Regions from separate parts of the Anas platyrhynchos genome. Here region 2 is linked to region 1. A link is a contact called in public Hi-C data. All regions are on one chromosome and are shown on one strand. The core of a region is the stretch at or near the end of the contact, and the rest is flanking DNA. Distances in the headings are between cores, read along the strand shown.

The links. Hi-C and Micro-C count contacts between places; a contact is called where the count stands out from the background.
Region 2: a Hi-C map of skeletal muscle shows a contact between it and region 1, with 5 times the contacts expected there. The contact joins two enhancer-like sites. A contact is called at or near these places in 5 of 8 Hi-C or Micro-C datasets (F1 follicle, F5 follicle, skeletal muscle and 1 more).

What each region holds. Positions count from the first base shown.
Region 1 is chr1:146,498,398-146,506,046 of IASCAAS_PekinDuck_T2T, reverse strand. No RefSeq gene overlaps it. Among named protein-coding and RNA genes, the nearest start is that of RAB20, 11 kb to the right of the region's middle. Within about 2 kb of position 4,111, at least 2 of the 8 cell types and tissues checked have an H3K27ac peak or open chromatin away from gene starts, as enhancers often do.
Region 2 is chr1:146,590,582-146,598,230 of IASCAAS_PekinDuck_T2T, reverse strand. CARS2 (cysteinyl-tRNA synthetase 2, mitochondrial) reads left to right here. Exons shown (of 15, transcript XM_027444250.3): 7 at 1,138-1,267; 8 at 3,712-3,845. Among named protein-coding and RNA genes, the nearest start is that of CARS2, 13 kb to the left of the region's middle. Within about 2 kb of position 3,335, at least 3 of the 8 cell types and tissues checked have an H3K27ac peak or open chromatin away from gene starts, as enhancers often do.

The sequences.
Region 1 (7,649 bases), core at 2,862-5,361:
ATGTCTTATAAGAGCGCACGGTATTACTATTACAAAGCAGTCTTGAGCCTGTGTTCAGTTAAATCCACTACACTTCCGGCTACATCCAAACCTCAAGTAAAGCAAAGTATCTGATTAAGAATCTCCTTTCTCTAACATTTTCAGTTATTTCCTTTAATGTCTTAAGATTGTTTGGAAAGCAATGATTTTTCCTGTCCTGCACTTTAACGCAGCAGAAGTAAAAGTGGCTCTTCTTTTTAATAACCCCTTTACATGCAGTGTCACTGATAAATCAAAAAGAAGATGCCTCACTGCTGGGAAAAGCATTTCAAACTAACCGCAGATAACAGAGTAATGCTCACTTTGCAAGTGCTGCTCCCATGCCCAGAGCTGGCAGAGCCCTGGAGCAGCTGTGGAGAAGTTTTTACTCAGCCAGAGTAACATACACCATTAAAATACGTTTGAGAAACCACACATGACCATTAAACTTAATTAAAGATGGGGGGGAAAAAAACACCTAAAACTCTCAGCACCACAGTTTGCGTCAAAGGAGATCTGGAGCTTATTTTTGCTTCCAATTGCTCTTTCTTTATTTTGACTTTTGCCATGCAAGTTACGCATTCTGGTTTGGGTTAAGACACAAGGATATTTCAACCATGGCTAACTCAGAATTGTTTATATGCTTACTTAACATGCAGATGGCAGTATTTTTTTCATGCTGTCAGAGTACTTGATCCAGTCAGAAGGTAATTTCCTAGGTAGGTGAGGAAACAAAAAGTATGGGCATTTTGTTACTCCATATGCACTGATAGCGTGCATGAATATAAATCACAATTTGGGAATGGGGGATGTAGAGGTGAATAAAAAACACTGATTGCTGGCAGAGTATCTGGGAGCTCATGATGCCTTTTGGTCCCAGCAGCCTATTTCAGGATGCCTGCCCATTCCCACAGGCTGCATAGGGTAACAATGCAGGGGAATAGGGCAGAGTTCCTCTTCCCAAAGCCACAAACAGTGCCAGAAGTGAGGAACAGTGTGTGCTTTAAAGGAAATTATTCGTTTTTGCATCTTTAAGGGATGCTGTCAGTCTCTATGCTTGTCAGAAACAAATAGCAAACAAGTTTCCCAGAAAAGTGAGTGTGATCTTAACAGCGTCTGACTGCACACGCGAACATTTTCTGAGTGCAATGACATTTCTATTGCTTTTTTATGTAAAGTATCCCCGGGAAGAGTACTCCGTAACAGAGAACTTGCTGTAAAAGCAAGGCAAAAAAAGATTGAAGGATGGAAATCCTCTCATTGCAGTGCCATAAGCACAGAGGTGGCTGTTGGCATCCTGCATGAAACCCAAGGGATCTTGCACTCGGCTCTCTTCAGTGTAGCATCCATTTAGAAGGGGTGTGAAGAGGGGTCTCAAGATGGTCCCCAAATCCCAAAAACCAACAGTCCTCGTGCTGTCATGACAACCACGAGCCTGTGGTGGCTGCCTCTGGATGCTTGTGCACACACCTGAGCTGCTGGTGGTGGGGTCTGGGACTGATCCTTTGGCATTAGCTGAACAGAGCTTCTTCCAGTTCAGAGGCCATGAGAAGTCATTTCCACTGGGCTGGTTATTCCTATTGCTGCCTTAATGGTACTTTTCTGATTAATGGTACCAGGCTATTCTGGGAAATAATGAATCAAATGACCTTTTTATCTATGGTCTAAAAAACCCTACGCCCTCCTTTGTTTCCCAATTTGGCAGTGGCCCCTAAACCTTTTCCTTCCTAAGTTCATGGCCATTCGTGATTATTACAGTGGTTGACTCTGGCCTGTGACAGGGAACAAGAGCAGCAATATCCAGAGCATGTCAGCACAGTGTGACAGCAATACAAATGGTCTGTGGGCTCCCGCTGTGACTATCCAGGGGAAAAAGCTCTCCATCTCCACCACAGTACCCTCAAAGATCTTATCAGCAGAGCTTTTACAGAGGGTGGACAACCTGAGCAATCTCAATCATAAATCTTCACTACGTATTCCTTGTTGTGATAAGCTTTCTCTTTAATTCATGGATGGGGTCATTCATATTCAGAGTGGTGGTAGCAGAGCTGTACCCAAATAGGATAAAAACTGGTCCCTACTTGCCATGGTGTTCCTGCAGCTCCATGATGCTGTCATTGGGTTGGGCGAGGGGGGTTAAAAGTACCCAATACTTAGAGGCAGCCAGTCTCCTGGGTCCGTGGAGCCAGGGGGCTTCCCAAGCTTCGAGCCCTGTGCCTGTGGGGCTGGCCACCTCTCGTCTTGGGTCATGGCACATGCTTTTCCCTTAACTGAATGGCTAGCTAGCAGTCATGGGCTTTTCGGAGGTCAGATCTGACTCTGTAGGTTTGCATCCAGCAGTGGGTCTGTCCCACTTCTCCTCACTCGCTTTCCTGTTAGCTCAGCACTCCAAGCACACGGGCTTGCAGGAGTGGTGGAAAGCCCTTCAGCCTCCAGGCTGGATTCCATCAAAGTGAGACAAACGGGCTTATTGCGAGGGCCCTGCACAAGGTCACAGGTGCACCACGAATTTCCCCAAAGCCATTTATATTTGGTGTCATGCTTACAAGTGAGTCTACAAAAAGAGCATCAGAAAAGTGTGGGCAGCTTGGCTGTCCCCCATGGTACCACCGAGAACCATTGGGATTCTGAAGGCAGTTTATTGGCACACTCAAATGAGTGAGCAATAAATAAAACACTTGTTCCAGGTGACCCCAGCAAAAACACACATGAATCGTGCTGCTGAGCAGATAGATGTCCAGTGAACACACCTATGGACCGTCTCCTCTGCATTCACTCACACTCAGCCCTTTGACCTGTCTAATTTGCTCCAGGCTCAAGGGGAACTTGTCTCGATTCCGCTGGTACATCTGCTCTGAAGTCAGGAAACCTGCACTCATATTAATAAAACCAAGGCTGGAAAGAAGGAAGGGTCCAGCAGAGCAGAGCCCTGGAGCATCAGACAGAGCATCCCGCGCTGCGACCCCCGCGGGACGCTGCCGGAGGAGCAAGCCCTCGATTATTAATTAAGAATTACCGATAAGGAACGAAAAAAGCCTGAGCACTGCCTTGGCAGGAGCGCAGGAGCCCATAGGAGAATGCCTGCTGCCACCTCGCGGTGCCTGGGCTGGAACAGCAGCCCAGCCCCGCTCCTGCTCCTGCGGAAAGCCCCAAAGAGAAATCCCAACCCCGGAGGGCAGGGACCCAGGGCTTCGGTTTTTATTACAACGCGTCCTTATGCTGCTTCCCCTGGCACCAACTGCCCAGGTGCCCTCATGGCCAGCAGTAGTCACCTCCAGAAATCATCGTTTAAACTTCTCTGTGACCACACGTGCCCCAAGTATTCATGCAACATGTTTTATCCTATTTTGTAACACAGATACACATGTAAAGCAGATAACAAATACTACATGTTTGACAGAGGTGATTTTTGAAAAATGATGTCTAAGAGAAGTGGTAATCACTTTTTTTTCTTTGTAGGAGCTTGTTTCAGAAGTAATTCCCCCAGCGTAGGCTGTGCCAGTACTGCTGGTGTTTCTGTACTCCATGGTGTCACCTGCAGTCTTGATTTCCCTACTTGTCCAGATAAAGGCACCTGTCCAGGTTTGCTGTGGAAAACCTTTGCTTTGTGGTCCTCCTGTCTGAACATCAAGTTTTCTTATACATGGGAAAAAGGACAGAAAAAGGGCATGTATGGTGTTTCAAGCTTGAAATCAGGACAAGAAATCTTAAGCATCCAAATTCAGCAATAGCGAGATGCTCCCATGCCCCATAACGCAGCCATATCCTCAATGTCCACCTGTGCTTGGACCAGTTTGTGTTTCAGGACAGGACAAGACAAATTCACAAAACCCCCATGTAAAGTCCCCCATGTGTGGGACTATGCACCAATTCATGTTGCAAATTAGCACAAAGGGCAGCCACTACAAATCCCTCAGAAGTGCAGAAAGAGCATTTCACATCACCACCAAGGATGTAAGGGCCACGGTCACCGGACTCCCATGACTTTGGACAAAACCCTGTGTATGAATTGTAAGCCATCTACCGGGGGTGGCATGTGTGAGTGGAGAGCTCATGCTTTCAGCTTCGGATAAAAAAATGTTCTTAGTCAGAGGGAGGAAGTTGATGCAACACATTGAAATCCTCACTTTCTTAGCCAAAATAGAAACGCCTCTATGGGTATGCCTACATTGCAGCCAAATTCACGACTGCAGCTCCAAGTAGTTCACACTATCATAATTGCCACCCACAGACTTCTGCTAGAAGTAGTAAGGGGTAAAGATATATTGACTCAGCTTTCCTCTCTCTGACATAATTTGGGTCACATGGAAAGCATTTTTTCCTTCTTCTCACTTACTGGAAAAGGTGTCAAGGAAATGACCTGGAACATTCAACCCTGAAACTACAGTATCATGTGCAAATTTTTATCTCATTCCAAATTAATATCTTGCTGTGCATTTTAAACAAAAACATCTGGGAGTTCAGAAGTGAAACACACACTCTCAAAGGAAAAAATGCACAACAGAAATTAATAAAACCCCTACTATATTCGCCTGGCTTGGCCCCTGACTTATCCTGTATTTTTGATAACCTCATATAGCCAATCTTATTAAAGTCATTCAAAAACATTCAAAAATTTAAGCAGCCTGGTTCATGCTGGTACCTATGGTACAGGACCCTTTGTGGGACAGTTTCCATTGTGAGGAAGGCTAGAAAGCTGTTCTGTTAATTTGTATAGACATTATCAAAACTGAAGGCTAGACTGTTACTCCCTCAGTACACACTGTTGAACTGTTACTTCTACCACTACATTTGTGACTATATTATATTAATGCAGTTAACATGCACAAACAGTCTATGGATAATGAAGAGGGTATTTTATATATGTTATATATATATATATATATATATATATATATATATCTGCTATCAGAAACTTAGTTTGTCAAGGTCACAAGTCATTTTGCTCCAAGGCAATAGCTGATCTCAGACTGTGACCATACCAGCTTCCATCTACTGGTTAATAGTTAATAGTTTATTTCAAGTGCCAGATGAATTCTGGGTCAGAACGCCTGAAAACATCTGAAGGCTCAGAGTTAATGTTTATTTTAGCAGAGTGAAAATGTGAGCCACTTATTTCTGTAGCCTCTTGTGATTTGATTTTATTTCCAGCGTGAAACAAGTGGGGCGCAAGCAGCCACCTGCCTTGCCAGGGAGACCTAATAAAAGAGCTGAACAGAAAAATCTCTCAGAAATAGAAGACCAGATGGGAGGAAGCTACAAAGACCAGAACAATAAGTTACTACTGCTATCACACAGTTTAGGATATAAAAGACCAAGAGCATTAGTTCACTCTTTGACATTCTAGCATTGATCTCTACTGTTTATTTTGTTATTATTATTATTATTTCATTTCTAGTTTTAAAGGAGATTTAGAAGAGTTTAAGTATCATTCCAAACTGGAATGATACTCCACTGATTCAGTTGTTGGCCCTCCTGCTGAAAGACTTGGAGGTATTGCTTCTTTACCTATCTCCCCCAGAGAAAGTGGGCAAACATCTACCCTCATGCAAGTTTTTGCAGGACCTGTTCAATTCTATGATTCTTAAATATTATCTCTACAATTCTTTGCTTAATTCTGCTGCATATTATTCTACTTTCATAAATCTATACTGCTTAATTTATTCTTTGCTTTCACCTAGCTGGATCAAGTAATCATAAGTTTTATGACCCTTCCAGCTGATAACTGAGAAGTAAGATAGCTTCTCAGTTATCAGATTGCTATTCAAAAACTCAGAAAATAAAGCTTTGGACAGTTGGTAGCAATCAAGTGGCTCTAGTTTGTACTAGAGATTAGCTAGTTCAGAATCCAGGAGCCCCCTGTAGCTCCCTTCTACAGTCACCTCCTACCCTGACCACACCACTAAATCTCAGTGTCCCACAGAAGGGGCCAATCAGTGCTCATTTCCACCTCCTGACATGCCAGATTTTAGGTTGATGCTTTAAGACAAGCTGACCCAAACTTCAGGTTGTGTTTATATATAACTGCAGAGGTTTAGGGGCTGCTTCATAAAACTGTTCCTTTCCCAGAGGTGAGGATGATTCAAGTTCGAATGTGTGTGAAAATATAATGTGTGTACAGATTCTCTTGCCTGGTATGTCTGAGAATCAGGGGTTTGGGGACTTTCTGATTTCCATTACTTACTTTGTCTAACCTTTTTTAAACCTTTGGCTTCCACAAGGCAAGCAGTTCTGCAATGTAATTATGCACTGAGAAAAAACAACTACTTCCTTCTGTTTTAAACCTTCTACCACATGCCCTCAGTAGTGCTAGCTCCCCAGTAGTGTTTTTTTTCACCCTTTATATTGGCAATTTTAAGAGTGGAGGCAGTGAGATAAGTGTTTTACCTGGAGAACAAATTCACTTCCATTCCCTGGACTGCCTAACTTTTTTTCCAGTTTAAATAGACCTTGAGTTTCAAGTTGTCACGGTTCTTGTGACAAGAAAGGTTTATTACAAATCTTTCATGATCACAAAATGTACTTAGAATGAATATAAGTACATTGTGAAATTGCACGCCATATCCATCCAAACACAGACTTTGACCTAAAGCTTGCTGAAACTGATGGATTTTGTTCTTACCAGCTCTGAAGAACACAGCCAACAAGTGTTCTTTTTGATTTCTTCATTTGTGCAGTTTTTTTTTTTTTTCCTTTTGTTACTATCCATTTTCTGCTTGTCTAAGAGTTAGCTAATGCATAACCCTAATAAAAAACCTCAGAATTTGAAATCAAGGACATCCTTCCTCAGTGAGTAATTTTAGCATATGCTTTTAATGTTTGTACGCATTTGCTTAGATATGCTTTTAACTGTTAACAGTATTCTTAAGAGCAGAGAAAATACTTCTGATCAGCTGACTGTTAACATGCTATGAAATCAGGTCCCAGCTTGACACAGAGAATGGAAATCCTTTTCTATATTCAATGGTGTCTTTCATCCATTGTGGATATTCCTAGTTATTTTTCTTTTACCCATTTCCATTCTTACTTTCCATGCATGTATTTTACAGTGAAGCTTTCATTTTACGCTGTGTATCCTCTCTCTTCACTTTTGGACTAAACCTCTTTTGTTTCACCTTTTAATTTCAATTATTTCTTCCATTCAGTTTCATCTGTCTACATTAAATTAATTTTCTCCTTTCTCCTTTTTCTGATTTAAGAATAGCAATCTTGCTATGTTATTTTATAGTAATCTCCTCTGAGCTTTACAGAATTACAAGCATCTTTATTGGAATTAAATAGGAACGGGCTCGCTCCAATAATAATATCTTCCATTAACATCTCCAGTATGTGCTAGAAGTGTTTTTTACTTTTTGTTATTTTTACTCTTTAAACAGACCAGCTTTGACACAAGCAGGTGTTTGAAGTCAATTAGATTATATCATATTAAATTTGGAATGAGTTCCAACCAGAACTTCTGCTTAAATTAGGGATTTAATTTAAATATCAACACGCATAGCAATTTCTGCATCTTCCTTTCACTTGCAGAAGTGCAGAAAAAGATGTTTGCTTAAAAAAATATTAAAAGGATCCACGTAATTTGCTGTCTATGAAAAATTATCTCCTAATGGAGTGTAACTTTTTCCTCAAGC
Region 2 (7,649 bases), core at 2,086-4,585, 93 kb before region 1:
CATAACCAGCATCTCCTGAAGAGATCCCTCTTGCTGCTCTCCGACACGAATGAGCACTTGGTTGTAGAGCTCTGTTAACTCTGTGGGCTACCCTAGGGTTAACAGAGGCCCTGGGGAGCCTGCTGTAGGTGAGCCAGCTCTGGTTAGGGTTTGGAAAAGATGTTTCCAGAGGCATCTCCTGGCTGCAATCATTCATATTTTACCCTGCTTCCCCTCAATTCAAATTCACTTGCTACTGAACTTACTCTGATCTCTAAAGATTCAGTGACCGTTCCTTAGTTTATAACCGAGAAGATGAAGAGTGCTGTTTTCGCAGTAATATACTCCAAAAAGGCAGGAGAGGGATAGAATCAACAGATGCAGGTCAAACAGAGCTTGGCAAGACAGTGAAAGCTGAGATGAAGATTCAGTTGGTAGAGCTCAGGTTATATTTCTGTCCCTTTATTTCTTATCAATTTTGAATGATGAAGCAGGTGTAATGGATTTCTGTAATGTGCTCCGCTTAATATTGCATGACGCTCTGAATAAAAACAGCCTCTATATAATATCAATAAAGGACAAGTGGAGTGGATCAAGAAAAATGACCACCTGATAGAGCCCTGAAAATAGCTGTGAATCATCATTAGAACGTGTTGGTAGTGGAATGCTGCAGGGGTAGGTTTAGACCCAGTCATACATGGTGTTTTTGTTAATGATCTGGAATAAGTAGAGGAAAGAAGTAAATCTAACGTCACTGCTGATAAAAACAGATGAGCAATGTTAAATAATTAAGGATTTTTTTCTTCTGCTGCTGCAGTGCAACCTGTATATCCTAGGAAACTAGATGATAAGTAACTAAGCAAATGAGATAAAACCAGAGAAAGCCAAAAGAACAGAAAGGATGAGATGTATTAAAGAATCTTGAATCCATCTTTTTAGCCTGCAGAAGTCAAATTCCACATACTATTTTTTTCAAAAGCTTGATCAAGGAACTGGAAGCCCAAGGTAAGCAGGAAAGGAGGAAGGACACAGGAAAAGGAGTTGGGCAGAAAATAAAAACTGAATGGTTCACTAAGCGCACATTTCTGCTTTCTTTCATTTGTTCATTATTTATTTTTCTGAGACATGTCCCATTAATAAATCCCTTTTCCATGGTAGTTGATACTGATAAACGCTATGGTAAAGATTTTGCGCTGTGGAAAGCTGCCAAACCTCAAGAGTTATTCTGGACTTCTCCCTGGGGAAAAGGAAGACCTGGATGGCACATCGAGTGCTCCACGATATCAAGGTCAGATTTCTGGTATTTTAAACCCATCGCTGGTTTTTGTCATCAGTCACACTACAGTAGTAGAAGCAGTACTGCTCTTTTTTTTTTTTTTTATGATCAGTGGAAAGCACCAGTTCTAATCTGAATACTTTCCGTAGCTGTCTTGTTATATTTTGGCACTTTCTCTCCTTAGAGAGAAAAGCGTGCATTTAAAATAAGCCATGCAAGATCACGTAGCTGATTAGGGAGTCTTTTAACTTGAATTGAGTAACCAAAGTTTTTGTGAAAGTTAAGAAAGACCTCTTTCATCTTCCTCCCTTCCACGTCATGTAATCTCCAGTGGACCTAGTCAAGCCTGTAGTGCTGTATCAGGACACAGGAAGTTTTGCTGACATTATCTTAATGGCACTTGTGGATGTGTCTGCTAATCATCTATCATTATTCAGATTTCTTTAAAAGCCAGCCACACTACTAAATATTCAGATTTCTACGTGGCAGTATAATCTGTGGGCATGACGTGAATTGTGTGCAGTAGCAGTTTGCTTAGAGATGTCTAGAATTTGCTCAGAATTTAGAGTTTTGTTTCATTTTTTCTACAGGACAGGAATACTTCATCCTGTGAAGTGTCAATTTATGACCTATTAATTTGTGTTTGGAAAAGAGAGGCTTTAACTCTTCCTTTGTGAAACATTGGTAGTGGTACTTAGTTTTGCATTAGTTTCATATCTTTTTTTCAAAGCTAGTAAGAAATTACTGAGATCTGACCTTGTGTAACTTGAGAGTTTTGAACCCAAGCTGAAAGTAGGTGGAACAACTGCTTCAGGTTTCTCTTTCATAGGCCATGCTGGTGCATGTAGGGACGTTAGTCATTACTACCTGCTAGCAAAAAGCATTTATAAAGGTGATTTTATATCACTAAATAGTTTCAGTGCTGTGGAACAGTTCTTAAAGCAACCCAAGTGCACAAAAGCACGTTGCATTTGAAGTGCAACCTAAGACAGAAGTGCACTCTAGGTAAGAAATGACAACTGGTTACAAAGTGGCCTATGTGCTAATGTGATGCTATTTAGAGGATGTATGTGTTTTCTGTACACTTCACTGCGATGAGACTCCTGCCATGTAAATAGGAGTTTACCTGTGGAGAGCAGAAGTGTGGTAATTTGGGACTGTGAGGAACAGGGAGCTTATTTTTGTAAGTTACCTGAGGTGTTGTACTGTCACAGTCAGCTCTCAAGTACCCATTTTAAGTAATAACTACTTGTCTGTTTTGCCAAAGATCTCAAAGCTCTTTAAGTTAGGTGAATTAATTTTGAAATATCTTTGAAGTGTGTGTGTGTGAGAGAGAGAGAAGGTGAAGGGCATCGGTCTCTAGTTTAGTCCTGGAGAAGGAGGGAACCATCTGGTGTGACTCAGGTCTGATCTGGAGCTTCACTTACAGTCAGAGATGGGCTGCAGCTCCTGTCCCTGAGCATTTTGTAGATCTTTTTCCCTCTCCTCAGCTCTTATTTGTGTTGTCGAAGGAAACTGCCCATGGACAGTGTTTGCCTCCAGGTGGCAAGAGGGAAGGGACAAGCTGGGGTCTCTCTCTGAAGGTCCACACTTAATCCGGTTTTGAAGCAGGCAGGAAGAAGCAGTGGGATATGAGCTTTAGACATAGCCACAGGCAGTCTGTCTTCCATCCTCTCTTTCAGTTTTTTCCTATTTCTCTGCCCCAAACTGAGAGGGTCTATAAATGTAAAAACTTATAAAGATATATGCCTACAAATACCTGAAGGGAGGGTGCAAAAAAAATGGAGCCAGGCTCTTTTCAGAGGTGCCCGGTGCCAGGACAAGAGGCAGTGGGCGCAAACTAGAACACAGGAGGCTCCCTGTGAACATCAGGAAACACATTCTCACTGTGCAAGTGACGGGGCACTGGCACAGGCTGCCCAGAGAGGCTGTGGGGTCTCCTCCTTGGCGATCTTCAAAAGCCGCCTGGAGATGGGCCTGGGTGGCCCTGCTGGAGCAGGTGGCCTCCAGGGGGCCTTTCCAGCCTCAACCACGCTGTGGCTCTGTGAACTAGGACTGCAGTGCCATCGTGAGCCAGGGTGTTTTGTCCCAAGAAGGACACTAAATTTCAAGAAACGTTCATCTCTGAAGTTGTTTAGTCTGTAGATGAAGGAAGCTGTCTGATGCTGATACCGTAGCAGAACAAGGAAGGGAGATGTCCTGCTTGCTGTTCTTTGATCTAAATTAGAAAAATAATTGCTCATGCTAAGGAAGATTAATAGCAGGCAGTTGTGGTCCTGTCCACACAGGTTCTGCTGCAATTTTGGTGTTAAGATCTGTGTAAAATCCTCATCTGAAACTGTAATCAGTCAATAATGTGTTTATGTTTATGATGTTTCACCTTATCATTTTCTGCATTTCTTTTACAAAAACCTTTTGTAGCGTTCCCCTTGCTGACCAGGAAATTATTGTTACAGCGCAGTGTTCGGAAAGCAGCTGGACATCCATTCTGGGGGAATAGATCTCGCGTTTCCTCATCATGAAAATGAGATCGCGCAGTGCGAGGTGTATCATCAGTGCGAGCAGTGGGGGAATTATTTCCTGCATTCTGGTAAGTGAAATATCAATCACCTGGGAGGCCTGTACAAGTATAAGGGTGTTTTTTTTTATATTTTTTTTTAAGGTTTGACATTGTATGGCATGAAATGGGAAGAAAACCTTACAAACAGATGCTGTACTGCAGTGACCAAGTTCTGTCCTCACTAAAAGAAGAAACATAAATGAGTGAATCTTGAAACTGTAGAACGAATGCCTTTTTTAAGTGGTTACACTGAAATACTAAGTAGCATCTGTACAGTGTTTATTCCTAATTAAAAATGTGGAAAGAAAAGTTCTGCCAGCAGAATCTCATCTCCTTTCACCTGATTTCTGCAAAATTTGAGGGCACTGGTTATGATAACAGTTTCTGTTCCAGTTTTACTTTGGCTGTGACAGTCCTGCTGGAAGAGGGTGAAAATAATTGATCTTTTCTATATGGCCTCCTAAAAATAGAAATTCCTGCTGTCTTTGAGATGGAACCCTCGGTATCTGGAGGCAGGTGAGGGAAGGTGACAGGTAGCTGATCATAGTGTTTTAGAAGCTTTGAAACTGGAATAAACCAGTCTAGCTCTCCATCATCTCTCAGCACCAGTTGCCTGTGAGCTTAAAAGACAGTTTTCAGTGGAGTGCTGAGTAAAATAGCCTGTAATTATGGATACAGCGAAAAGGCTCTCCTCTTACAAAGACTCCGAACTCCTGAAGGGTAAGAATGGAGAGAAGGCTGAGATGCCTGAACCGATGAGCCAACAAAGCTCACAGTTGTGACTCTGTAGAGAAACATCTGAGCTGGGATGTTTTGAAATGTGGGAGAAACCTACCAAGCAGATGCTCTGCTGCAATGAACTGGAAGCTCTGATGCATGATTCATGCACCTGTAACTATTTAAATTCTTCTGAGAAGCTTGTGGGTTTTTGTTGTTTGTTTTGTTTTTTTAAATCCTCCGGTAGCAGTGTGATGAGTGATGAGTAAGAGGTGCAAGGTTAATGCCAAAGACTGAGTCAGACACTTTGGTCTAGTCTGCTCAGGCGTGACCAAAGAGGTTGCTGCTGGGTGAGCGACTTGGTCTTGGGGTAGCCCATCGATGCCACAGACCTCTGCATCTCTTTCTCCTAGAAGTGACCTTGCTGCCTGTGCCTGACTAAATGATAGCAAAGTGTCTTATTCACTTGGTCTTCAGCATTATTATATTGTTGTTACGTAGAGCTGCTGCCTTATACAGTAATGCTTCAGTGAAGATTGTGCTGCGCAATGCTCTGAACAACGCTGTTACGTGATGGGATTGGCAGCGTCCTTCTGGGAGAAACTGTGAAGTTTCTTCTTCCTATTGCAGTTGTAGTGGTTCTGGGTGGTCTCCAAAGGACCAAAAGCAACAGACTGCAGATTGAACCTGCCTTTCTTCTTGCTGAACAACACTTTGTGTAAAATCTCTTGCTGCTTGTTTGAGCAAGAGCTGTGGAGCTTTGGTACGCTCTGGGAATTACTGAGGCCTTTATATATTTGTGCTGTTTGGGGTTAATACCGAATTCTAGTTTCATTTCTCAATGTGGAGGCTGTTAGAAGTCAACAGAAACTGTCCAGAGGCTGGTGCATCCTCCAGGGTACGCTTCACTCCTGAAGTGCTGGGAAATTGTCTGTGCTTCCAATGAGATAGACAATACACTGGCTACTGCCAGCTGGAGCCCTCTGCCAAAAAAAAAAAATACTCTGAGTTCTCTAGCTTGGAGTCAAAACTATAGGGGAAATATCCTTTGAAACTAAGCAAATAAAGAGGATTCAAGATTTCTTTTCTCAAGAAAATGAAGAAAAAAAAAAAAAGCTTGATTCCAAGGGCAGTTTGAGTGCTGAGCTTCTCCAGGAGCTGACAGATTACATTCATTAATTCAAAAAATGTTGCTGGAGGACGATAACGTGAATTATTTAGGGCAAATGAATCAGCTTCAGAAACAATTTATTCTGGTAACAGACTTCAGAATTTTAGCAGGCTCAGAATTGGAGAAGCAATCCCCATTAGAGGAAGAAAATCCCTGCACTGGGGATAAATCTTCTTATAAGGACTTTATTTTTAGACTACTTGTGCTCCGGGAAGAGCGCCAAGCCAAAGTTATGAAAATCCTTATATTCTGTGATTCTTTAATGAAACCATTCCAAGCGCTGAGGCTCTTGAAGAGGAGTATTACTTCAAATTCAGGTGTTACCTGTGCCTTATTAAGACAACATGGCCAAATTGCTCAAAATTGGGCTGCCTACAGTTAAGTCAGTCAATATTTAGGCAGCTTCACAGAAGCTAAATAAATAAATAAGTAATCATACCCAGGCTATTCATTTTCCACTGGTGAAAGTTTGTGTTTGAGGGGTTTATTTTAGTTGTTAGAGCTACAAGTGTCCAGTGTTTCTGGCAGTCTGCATGTTTTTATTCAGGAATTTAGCTACAAGGCAGAGGGAATGGCCTCACCTGATGGCGGTCAGGACTAAACATCATGAAAATGAGGTTTTTATTGAATTGTAGGTTTTTGTTGTAGCTGGTTCTGGATCCATACAACTCTTGATTCTTTGCTATCCTTGAAAGGGTGCTGTGCAAACTTAGCTGTGCAGGTGGTGGAGGTAGGACTGGAGGTGGCTTTCTCCAGGAGAATCCCCACGGACTTGAACCACTGTCAAAGGAGCTAGGAGATGAATCCAGACGCTTCTCATGCCCGTTCACCAGGCCCAAGAAGGTTGCTTTTCTCTTTGGAAGAGTTGCTGGGAATTTTGTCCCCTTGGAGAAGGGAGAGGGCTCCAGTCAGGGCGGCAGAGCAGCGCTGTGCAGAGTGATGCAAAATTCAAGCATCAGACCGGGCTGCTTCACAAGATGTGAAACTTCTTCCACCATCTGTGAAAACGGAGCCGTAATTGTGTGTAGTGTGTCCACCCTGAGGAGCACCCGGAGGCAGCAGGTGTCTGAAGGAATGCAAGGTTGCTGGTGTGCTGTTAAAGAGTAAGGAAAGTTCACGCTTAAAAATCTGCATCTGAGTAGGGCTAAGTGCTGGGTTCTGCAGTTAACAGTGTCTGAAAACTGTTAGTTGTGGGAGCTTGGTAACTTCCAGGATTACTCTATTAATAAGAGAAGCCAATTAAAGCTTTTAACTACATTTCTGAAATGGTGCTGAGTAGCATTTTATTGGCTCTGTGTTCAGCATCCCTCCGGCTCTGTAAATAATTGATGTCTTCTATCAGTGGTGGTGGTGTGGCTAGTGCAGACAGGGTCCAGGAGCATACAGCCTCATCTCCCGCATTGCTTTGACAGAATTTTACCCTGAAGTCAAGCTCTGCTTACTCTAAGTGTGATGCAGATCATTACTTCCTTTTTCTTGCATCACAGCCCTGCAAATGGAGGGTCTGTGCAGCTATTGAAAGCTGCATTAGTTCTTAGAGATTACATTTTAAAATTAATTCCAATTAGGCATCGCAGCTATAACTTTTCCCCTCTTTCTTTACACTGCATCCCAGCAGTGAGCAGACAAATGAACCCCTTTCTTCAAGCAGAACTTGGGCAATTTTGAGCATGATCTGGCTTTGAAGTTAGCCCTGCTAGGAGCAGGGTTCACCTGAGCAGCCTGACGAGTTTCCTTACCAGCTAAATCCCCCTGTTATTTTCCTTCTACCTCACCAGCTCCCCAAGGCAGCAAGAAGGCAATGAGTCCTGGTGGAGGACCTGCAGGGACCCTGCACATGCCAAGCCTGTGTGAAGGAGCTGCGCTGTGAGCAGCGTTAGCATGCAGCTCCTGGTGCCACGCAGACACACTCCTTGTGCATGGAGTGCTCCAGGGCTGCCACACCA